Regions from separate parts of the Dromaius novaehollandiae genome. Here region 2 is linked to region 1. The links are chromatin contacts, called in public Hi-C maps. All regions are on one chromosome and are shown on one strand. The core of a region is the stretch at or near the end of the contact, and the rest is flanking DNA. Distances in the headings are between cores, read along the strand shown. Region 1 holds the start of ANO5 (anoctamin 5). Region 2 overlaps ANO5 (anoctamin 5).

Region 1 (4,954 bases), core at 878-3,377:
AAAAACACCAGCATTCCAGGTTGTTGTATAGGTACTTAAGCAATAAAATGATCCTGCCCTTCCTTCCACTCCACGTTCCCCGTTCCCTTCTTTGTTTTGGCAGTAGCTGTTGCTTGCAGTCAGTCATGGAACTGAAAATCCAGGAAAAAAAATTATCAGTCTGTTTAAAAGGTTGACCTCAGTCACTGTACAGCTTTATGATCACCAACAAAAAGACAAGGTAGGAGGAAGAAAGGTTTGTGCCTTTTAAAGGAAGCATGGTCCTGGATCGCTTAAGCACATTGTGAAACCGCAGCATGAGACAATAGCTGTTTAAACTCTGAATATACAAGAAACCGAAAAGCTGGGTTATGTGTGCCTGCTAAGGGCACAAGGCCTTCATGGCTCTTTCTGGGAGAGCAGATTTCTGTCCTGTCTCTAACATTGGCTGGTGTGTAATTTACACAAATTCAGTGCCTCGACAAACCATGAGCCTGTCCAATTACAGAGATTTGCAAAAGCATCTTTGGCAGTCTAGATATAGTACTTACAGCTTTAGATATGGTCAACTTCCCTGCTACACATGCAGGGTGGAGCTGGGAAGGGCGAGCATGTAATTAGAAGGCAAAACCCAGCCTTGGCCACTGAAATCCTTGCTATTCCTGGCTCTTACTGAATACTGGCTGCTAACTGCATCTTCTATGGGCATAAAAGCTTTTATCCTATAATATAAAGCTGTGATAAAATTAAAGGCTTAGAAAATGCAGCTTTTAAAGTAATCATTGTGACCAAGTGAATTGTATGCACTTTCAAGTTCTTAAATGATTCCTTTGGTATGTCATTTCTGTACTTTTTGTTCCCACTAACCTGTATCTTCGGATTAAAATCCAAGCTAAGCATTTCAGACTTTGGAAAGCAACCAAATATGTTGTTAGTCTCGCTTTTGACTAAAAATACATTTCTAGAAGCAGTTACATGATGCATGAAAAATAAAGGCCTAATACTACATGTAGACCTGAACACAACCCCAAAGTAACTTTGACTCACTGTACTTTACTTCGTGCTTGAGAAATCCCATCATGATACTGCTGTTGTGCATCAGGTGCCCAGGTAGCAGGACTGCAAATCAGCTTGTTGCATGAAGCTGTTTTTTAGTCAGTAAAAGGTGCACATGCAAAGCTGATCTGAGAAAAGGCCTCAGGGTCTGCCCTGAAATGATGTTAGCGAACAGAACGTATGTGAAATAAATGGAGAGAGTATTGGAAACGACCCCTAGCTGCTGAAGATGATGATGATAAAGTGAGGCTGCTTCACGCATGGAAAAGCTGCCATCAGGACAGCTAATAGCAACTTCCCACTTTGCCTGACACCTGCACAAATCAGCCCTCGGAGCATGCGAGAGGCCTGTGCGCTGCGCCGGTCGTCCTCGCAGTGCGATCAAAGCAAGCTCAAGTTGGTCCTCAGTAAAGAAAAGTGAGACTAACGAAGGGAATATTATTCTCTCCCACTTCCTTAACTTCTTCTCTTTGCTCTATTATTACAAAAACCCCGCCCAAAAGCAAGACAACCCCTTCGCTGCAGCCAGCGGGACCAGTAACGCTGCCAAAGGGGGCTGCTCTGCTGAAACTCTTAGGCAGTGCTGAAAGTCTCATTTTTAAAACCGGGGTTCTGTGTAACATTCGGGTTTCAGATGCTTCCCCAGCTTGTTTTTGGTAGTTATTTCAGTGTCCTCAGTACAAACCTAACAGTTTTTAACAGAGTCCTTACCCAGCGACTGCATCAACCAAAAAGTCCTCGAGACTCTGGACAACACGAAACCGCAGAGACACGGATCGTCTCGACACAACTCTGCTTAGGGGGGGCATTTTCCTTCAGAAAGGCACAAAAACGGTACGAGAGGGGCACAGAAGGGCCCTCGGTGCTGCAGCCCCGCTCGGCTCCCGCCCAGGGCCCCGCGGCTCCCCGTGCCGTTGGCGGCACCGCCCCCCCCGCCCATCCGCGGGGCCAAGCGGCCGGGAGGAGGCTCCCCCCAACCCGCCCCCCCGGCCGCCCCTCACGCCGCGCCGCACCGCCCCGCCTGAGGCGCAACGGCGCCACCCCGCTTCCCGCCGCGCCAACGGCCGCGCGACGGGGCGGGGCGGGGCGGGGCGGGGCTGGGCGGCGGCCGCCCCCACCGCCGCCGGGGCGGGCAGTGCGCATGCACGCGCGGGTGCCCAGCGCCGCCGTGGAGGCGCGCGGCCCCTCAGTCGCCCCCCCGCGCCGCCGCTTAAGGAGGGGCAGCCGCGTCGCGTCGCGCCGCGCCGGGCTGAGCCGAGCCGAGGCCGCCGGGGGAGGGGGCGGCAGCCGCCATGAGCCGCCTGGGCAGGAAGGCGGACGAGACCCTCATAGAGATGGCGCTGACCTCCGACGGTAGGTGCCGCCGGGGGCGGCTGGGCGCGGCGCGGGGGCCGCGGGGCCCGGCGCGGCGCCGCTTCCCGCCCGGCGGTGGCGGCGGGGCTTTCGGCACCGTGGCGCGGGGCCGGCGGCGGTCAGCGGAGCGGTTTGAAGCAGGGTCTGTTGGTCGTCGCCTCCGGAGCGGGTGGCCGCGGCCGCCCTGGCCAGGCTGGCGCAGCCCCCGCCGGCGGGGCGGTGTTAGGCGGGGCTCTGTGCGTGCGGGGCGCCGCGGGGCCTGCGCTTGGCGGTAGCCGCGGTGGCTTCCAGCCCGCGTCGCTGCCTAACGTAATTTTTGATAATTAATGAGGTAACGTTATGATTTCGTAAAGTGAGTTGGCGTAAATGCCGGGCGTGCGTTGCCTGGCGATGCAAAACAACGGTCGGATATGAGACTGTACATGGATATTTTTGGACAGATCCTTCAGTCTTTACAAAAAGAAAACGGGAGAGGAAAACATCGAGCTGGAAAAACTTCCTTGCGTCATGCTTCTTCACATCAGTCCTAGAAGTAAAGGCTCAAAACGAGGGAAGGGACCGCCAGCAGCATCTAGAGAGGTGTCTTGGGTTCACAGGCTCCTGATTTTCCCTCACAAGCCTGATTGCTGTGTCTTTTAGAAAAATACATATTGCTATTTTAAACACTCTAAGCAGTAGCATAAAGTCGTGTTTTTTCAAAGTATTTGACAGTATTGTTTTAGAGAAATAGGACTGCAAGTAATGCCTGTGAAAACTATCCAAAGGAAGCTATTTGCAATGACAAGCACAAGCGTAGCATAGTGCAGCTCCTCGAGAGGCAGGAGGTCGCAGCTGGTGTCAGACAGACATTTGCTGTCTCCGTGAAAGCATCTTGCAGTTGGCAGACTGAACTGAAGCAGATGGGGATATTACAGCCTCTTGGCCAGCAACGCGTTTCCAAAGCCTTGTGGGGAGACCTGAGTCATTGCCCTTCCCACTGCACATAAGCACAGAAATGTGCTTAAAACTGTCTCACTGTCCTAAGCAGTAGTTGTTTTCTTCTGAAGTAGCTTGAGGCTAAATATTCGTCATGATTAACAGGAAATTAAATGTTTGCAAAATATACAATAACCATTCAGGGAACGGTGTTGGGAAGTCAGGTTTGTAAACATGATTCCCTAACATCCAGTTTTCCCATGTAAATTTTGTGGTTCATTAGTCATAAACATTGAACATAAGGAGGTTTGAGGGGTTTCAGTGAACAAGGATGATTTATTAGATTTTACAGTACCATAACACATTACTGTGTGTGCAAAATCTTCTTCTTTTTTTTTTTTTTTTTTTTTTTATCTTATCACTTTGCTGAAGCAGAAATTGGACTGTAGTAGATAGAGGAGAAAACGTCTATGTTAATATGTTGTTCAAGAATTTCTTAGGGTAAAAAAGTCTTTGATTAAATAATCTTCCATCAGTAGCGGTCTATGAAAGTTAACAATATGCACATAAGATCTCCACTAGGACTTCTAGTAGATCTAAACACGTGCTTTGTGCTTCTGAGAAAAACGTAGCCTCTTAAGGAGACTCAACGCTGTAGATATCTGACGTGCAGAAGGAGGGTCTGTGTGAGTCGGTAGGAACAAGGCAGGAGGAAGGGCAACTGCTGCATATTTTCCTTAAAGACATGCTCTTATTTGGCGAGTGAACGTGCATTTAATTCTGTTTTACTACTGCATTTCAATAGTAAATCCTGAAGAATAGGTTATGTAAATGAAAACCTACCTACCAGCAGCAGAAAGTTCAGCTTGCGGTCTGCACGTAGAGGCCATATGCCGAGCCTTCTACCTTGAAGGAAGCTTTCTTGCTTCCTGTTGAATTATAGCAGAATGAGGTAATAGTTTCCATTTGCATTTGTGTGGTTTCGCTTTTTGTTGAAGATGTGATATTTACCTAAATATTAAAAACTAAGAAAAATGAACTTGTGAAATCTGAATATAAATATCACAGGAAGAAGACCATAATATGTTGTTAGGCGTATTTCCTTAGGTCTGTGCTGTCTTTCAGTGTTATTACAAATTTTTTTTTTTTTTTAGCCTGAAATATTAGTACTACACTAGCTGTGTTGTGGGATATGTCCTGAGGCTGTGAATCTTCCGGAAACTAGTAATTGGCTCAGTGTCATGTTTTGAAATGGGCCACCTGTGTATTGGGGGTTCTTTTTGCAAAACTTCTGAAAGTGTGGTTTGAACCCAGCGTATTGTAGCAGATGGTAAGAGATTATACAGCATTTGCCTTCAGTAGCAGGAGACTGGTCTCTGCTATGGATCGTGTTTCTAAGATTTACCTTGATTGCTCTAATTTCAAATGCTGGCTTCTGTTGTTTGGCATCTTGCTCATCTTCCATCATCTGAGAAAGTAGGTAGCAAAATATCAAGAAAAGCTGATGTGGTGACTTCTGAACAGCATTTATTCCAGTTTATTGCATTCTAATAATGCATCAGCATTCTGGGCCAAATTTTAATATCATTTGATAGTGTTACTGCACATACATAATTGGAACTATTATGATTAATACCAATAATAAAAATTA
Region 2 (5,005 bases), core at 2,082-4,581, 43 kb after region 1:
AAAAATAATTTAAGGTTACGGAGGGATTGGACATAAAAAAACAAAACAATACAAACGAAAAAACAGCAGGTATGTAGGCTGTCTAGGATGTCATAAGCATTGTGTACTCCAAGTACTACCATCTGTTTCTCTCCTTAGTAGCCTAACATAGAGTGGTCCAACCACATGTAGTCCTTGTAAGAGTTCTTCCTACTGTGTCCTTCAAGTTATCAGTGCCCACATGAGGGAGTAGAGGGCTCCTGTGTCCTTTCACTGGAGCCCAGCACTACTGCATTACCAGCAGCACTTTTAGGACAAGAATGAGTTTGCTTCTACTCCAGTGAAGTTCGTACATTACATGTATGTTTTGATGATGCAGAAATGGGTAGATTTCTTGAGACTTTCTATAAGTGTGGGTTCACATGAACAGATATTTGTTCTAACTGTAAGATTGTGTTGTCCTGAATACACCTTCTTTTCTTGAATTCTATACATCTTTGTAGATTGAGGATAACATGGTTATTATTTCTCACTTCCTTAAATACCTTGTTTACTGTTTAGGGGGAACACCGTGTCAAATACCATAATTAAACAGCACTTCAATTTGGATACAGATCTGTTAACACACAAAGATTTGTTTGTCTATTTGTTATCAGAGCCACTAGCTTTTTCACAGAGCATTCTCAAAAAATCTTGAAATAAGATGTTGTGTGCCTGTTTCCTAAACCTTTCTTGGATTTAAGCACTAGCCTTTGAGTGACATAGATCGGTCATTCAGGAAGCACCAGCAAAAGATTGTAGAACTGCACAAGATAAAATTTCCTGTGTTTGTGTAAACCATAGTGTCTTGAGTTCAAATAAGAACAATCAGATTACCAAGGCTTACATTTTAAAATAGTTTCTAGAAGGCTTTTTTAACTTTGCATGATATTACCACCTTCATAGTTGTTTGTTTTATATAAAAACACATTTCCCCTTTGTATTTAAAAAAGGTTCTTAAGCCAGCCTCAGTCTCAGTCACTTGAAAAACATCAGACATTCACTGTCTTTAAAATGACCACAGTATCAAATAATTACAAAAAAGTAGCAGGTCTTTGAACTTAGTACTTTGAAACAGTTCTGCTTATCTGTAATATAGTTCATGTGTTAAACGTCTGTACACAATTAAGTGAATTATCTCTGTTCTTTTGTTAATCTGTATTGATATTTGTATTTGAAAAATAGTTAAAGTGTAATTGAACATGGTTGTCATAACTATGGAAATAATCTATATCCTGTCTTGATATCTTCCTTTTCATCCACTTTTGGACTTCAGATAATAAATACATTTAATCCATATTCTTGTTCTTAGCTATGAACTTTAATAGGTATTCAGTAAAAATAGATGGGTCACATTGTGAGAGCAAATAGTAGGCTGCAGAATAGGAGCCAGTGCAGAGACACTTGTTTAATAGTTTAATAGTGCAGAGACACTATTTAATATAGGTAATAAACTTGTTCACATCTCCTAAAAGTTTTTTTTTCTCCTTTTTAACTATTTCTTAACATTTTCAAATTGCAGTTACTCTTTTCTTGGAGTTCTGGAAGAGACGGCAAGCTAGACTGAAATATGAGTGGGACTTGGTTGATTTTGAAGAAGAACAGCAGCAGCTCCAGCTGAGGCCTGAGTATGAAGCCAAATGTACCCAAAAGAAGAAGAACCCTGTAACTCAGGTAATTAAACCTGCTGGATTGACATGCATGCAAATTCAGTTTTGTGCTGAAAGGTGTTAGGGGGAGGGGTTTATAATATATGAGCATCTAATTGCTAGATAAAGATTTGTGCAACACATAAGCAGTACAGCATGTATATCAGAGCAGGGCAGGCCCTCAGCTATTACATCTCCACACAAGTATGTGTATGATCACAAAGGTCTTGGCTTCAATATATAGAACATGGTGCCAACAACCCCCTGTTGCAGGCTAACTGAACACAATGGAATGCATTGGGTATCAAAGCAGAATTTGGTAACACTTACTGTTTTCTCGCTGAAGGCATCCAGTCGGTGAGAGCTGAGGTTTGCACTCTTTGGTTGACTAAAATCAGATATAAGCTCTTTAACTGGTGAAAGCAGTGTTGCAGTGATAGCACTGATTGGTACTGGAGCTAATAGCCCTGCCTTTGAGGGGTCTCTTTATCCTGGCACAATGCCACGGTGGTGCGGCTGTACCATTTTCCAGTCTGAAGTTAACTGTAACTGGCTCTTAGCACTTCGACCTGTTGCATGACAGGCATGCCCCACCTCTTAGATCATGGTTCTCTGTGTAGGTGTCTTAGCTAGGCTTCTTGAGCCAGAATAAATGAGAGTGTGGTTTTCTTCCACTGAGATGTGTTCATAATTATAATTAGATGTCCTTTAATGATTTTAATTTCCACAGGAAATTGATAGATTAAATGAGGAATACTGAGACACAGCTTATACCTTTCACTTTGCTAACACCATCTTTACAGTGTCATTCACATTTCAACATAGCAGTCTCTGAAATCTTTGTGCTCTCAGTAAAGCACTCTCTCTCATTCCCTACACAACATGGAAAGGAACAGTTGTCTTGATACAAAGATGCTTAAGTGTGACATAAGCTGTGGTTTCACTTATGATATCCAAATCCAGTTTGGGGAGCACTTGGAAGGTGAAGATTGCTGAAGTCCTTTGTCTGAAATCTAACTAAGATACAATTAACCATACTATTTAACTCTTAAACAAGTTAATCATCTTCATTAAAACTTAATTTAGGTAGAAGTTATTTGACAAATTTAGGGACCAGATGGTTACATTCCAGTACAATATCTACTGCCTCAATCAGAAGTATTTAAATCATCTTCCTTCTTCCTAGAATTGTATTGTATATAAATAATTTATTTTCACCAGTCATGAGTATACTAAGTAACACAGTCTTCAGAAAAGAAATAGAAACCTGGCTGTAGCATAGGAAGCACAATTATTATACAAACAGTAGCCTGTCTTTCAGGGCTGTCTGCTTAATTAGGGAATATATACACTAATCTCATTTCTCTTGAGTGTTTCTCTTGTTCCCTTTCAGCACATGCAGCATTGATGTTGTTGTTCTCATAACTGCAACTTGCACGCTCCAGTCACACAGAGATCTTTGAAGATCCTGCAGTATGATTTTGAGTGTAGCTCTGCAGAGGAATTACTTTCTGCAGGCTCAGGAAAACCAGTTTCAGGCAAATTGTAGTTTTTGACTAGCTTGTTCAGCTAATTGAAAACAGATGCCTGCCTGTTGCATGGTATTTGCTATTATGGGTCTTTCTGTATGCCTAGGCTCAAAACCTCCGTTTTCTTACGTAGCTGCGCAGTAACCAAAGCCAGCTGAACCGCTGTGGTTCTGCTGCAGTTGAAGGAAGGAACAGGGGTTCCATACAGGCACTGCATGGCCCTCGTGTTCTCTGGAGTAACATACTGCAGCAGAGCATAATGGGGTGAAGACAAGGAAGCAGTGGACTTGACTCACAGGCAGTAGTTATGTGCAGCATGGACCAAAACCCGTAGTCTCAGGGGGTGAGTCAGCCACAGCGGATTACAGCCAAAGACAGCATGGGCTAGTCCGTTTGTGTTAGTGCTCTGGAGGAGGAGATTGTTACCTCTGTAAGTGCACGCAGTGGACTTTATTCCCTAAATAAAGTGGACTTTATTTAGGAAATAAAGTGGACTTTATTTAGGAAATAAAAATGGGATCTTAATATATTTTTCTCATCTCAGACTGAGATACTGATTTATAATATAGGAGAGTCAGTTGTTCACAGCTGTTTAGTTTTGCTCCCTATGTACGGATTGACAATTGCCATAGAAATTCAATTATTGGATAATCCTTTATTTTATGAAACATCACATTTACTACCTTGGTGGATTTTCAGAAGCTATTGTGTGGCAGGGTTTTGCAGTGATGCTTGTCAATGCCCAGTTAAAGCAAACTACACAGGTTAGCCATGCTGTAGCCTAATTTCCTTTTGTTAGATAATGTGTAATACTGAACATGGGAAAGGAGAATGATTTAAAATAGATTAATTTTGTGGTCTGAAAAGATGTTACGGATACAGGTCACAGAGTTTACTGGGTCCCAGGAAACTTTACTTCAGTTAGAAAACTTATTTTCTCATTACTCTGCCATGATCCTGAGTTCTAGGTATGCTGAAATAGAAATCACCAACCTCAAGACTTAACTGGTACCTCATTTGCTGTTGATAAAGTATCGGCATCATACTTGTGATGCTGAAGTATTTAACTAGATGATAGCTAAATTTCATTTTTGCTGATTTCAGTAGAATCTTAATTTATATAAATAATGAAGCATTCCATTCAAAATAGGCCATGTCACTGCACAATGTTATTGCCTACATGTTGTTCTTAAGTAGAAAACTACTTGTTAAATAGCCTAGAATGTTGAAACATTTGTTCTTAATATAGTATATAGATACTATTTTTTAATACATAATAAGTATTAAATGTTACTGTGTAGAGTCCCCTGATATCTATGCCCATATCAACTTATCTTCAGCTTTTTTTATAGTACTATTAATAGAGCCTTTAATTGTTATCACCATCGAAAACCTTGTAGTAAGTCAAGACCCAAGTATTCATGATAGTGTTTAGTAACTATACTTCAGGCAGATGTAAGCACTATGTTTTACTTTCTCATGAGAGAACAGCACATTACGTTTAAAACAAAATTGCATTCATATGAACATACTACTGACTGATCTGGCTACAGAATATTGCCATCAAAAAGGAACATTTGTCAGGACAAATGATTGATACTACTTGATTGTCTCAAGGGGAAAGGTGCTGCTCAGCTGTGTGTCCATTGTATTCATAGTAATTATGCCATGTTACACCAGTGTGTTCAGCACACTCTGGACTTTCGTGTAACAGAAACTAAACTTGCTTCAGCAACATGTTACAGCTTAAATATCTTCCACTTTCAAAACAAGTATCTACAATTTCAAAATAGTTATTTGTAGCATACT

Evidence for each region. A called contact is a pair of places that touch in the nucleus more often than the background predicts.
Region 2: a Hi-C map of liver shows a contact between it and region 1, with 8 times the contacts expected there. The contact joins the enhancer-like site here to the promoter of ANO5 in region 1. A contact is called at or near these places in 3 of 4 Hi-C or Micro-C datasets (brain, liver and ovary).

Annotation. Positions count from the first base shown.
Region 1 is chr5:54,398,713-54,403,666 of bDroNov1.hap1, forward strand. It overlaps ANO5 (anoctamin 5), which reads left to right and starts at 2,128. Exons shown (of 19, transcript XM_064512860.1): 1 at 2,128-2,388. The coding sequence starts at 2,328. It overlaps LOC135328659 (a long non-coding RNA gene), which reads right to left and starts at 1,937. Exons shown (of 3, transcript XR_010389620.1): 1 at 1,747-1,937; 2 at 1-131.
Region 2 is chr5:54,440,285-54,445,289 of bDroNov1.hap1, forward strand. ANO5 (anoctamin 5) reads left to right here. Exons shown (of 19, transcript XM_064512860.1): 10 at 1,541-1,692. Among named protein-coding and RNA genes, the nearest start is that of SLC17A6, 35 kb to the right of the region's middle. Within about 2 kb of position 3,332, at least 2 of the 2 cell types and tissues checked have open chromatin away from gene starts, as enhancers often do.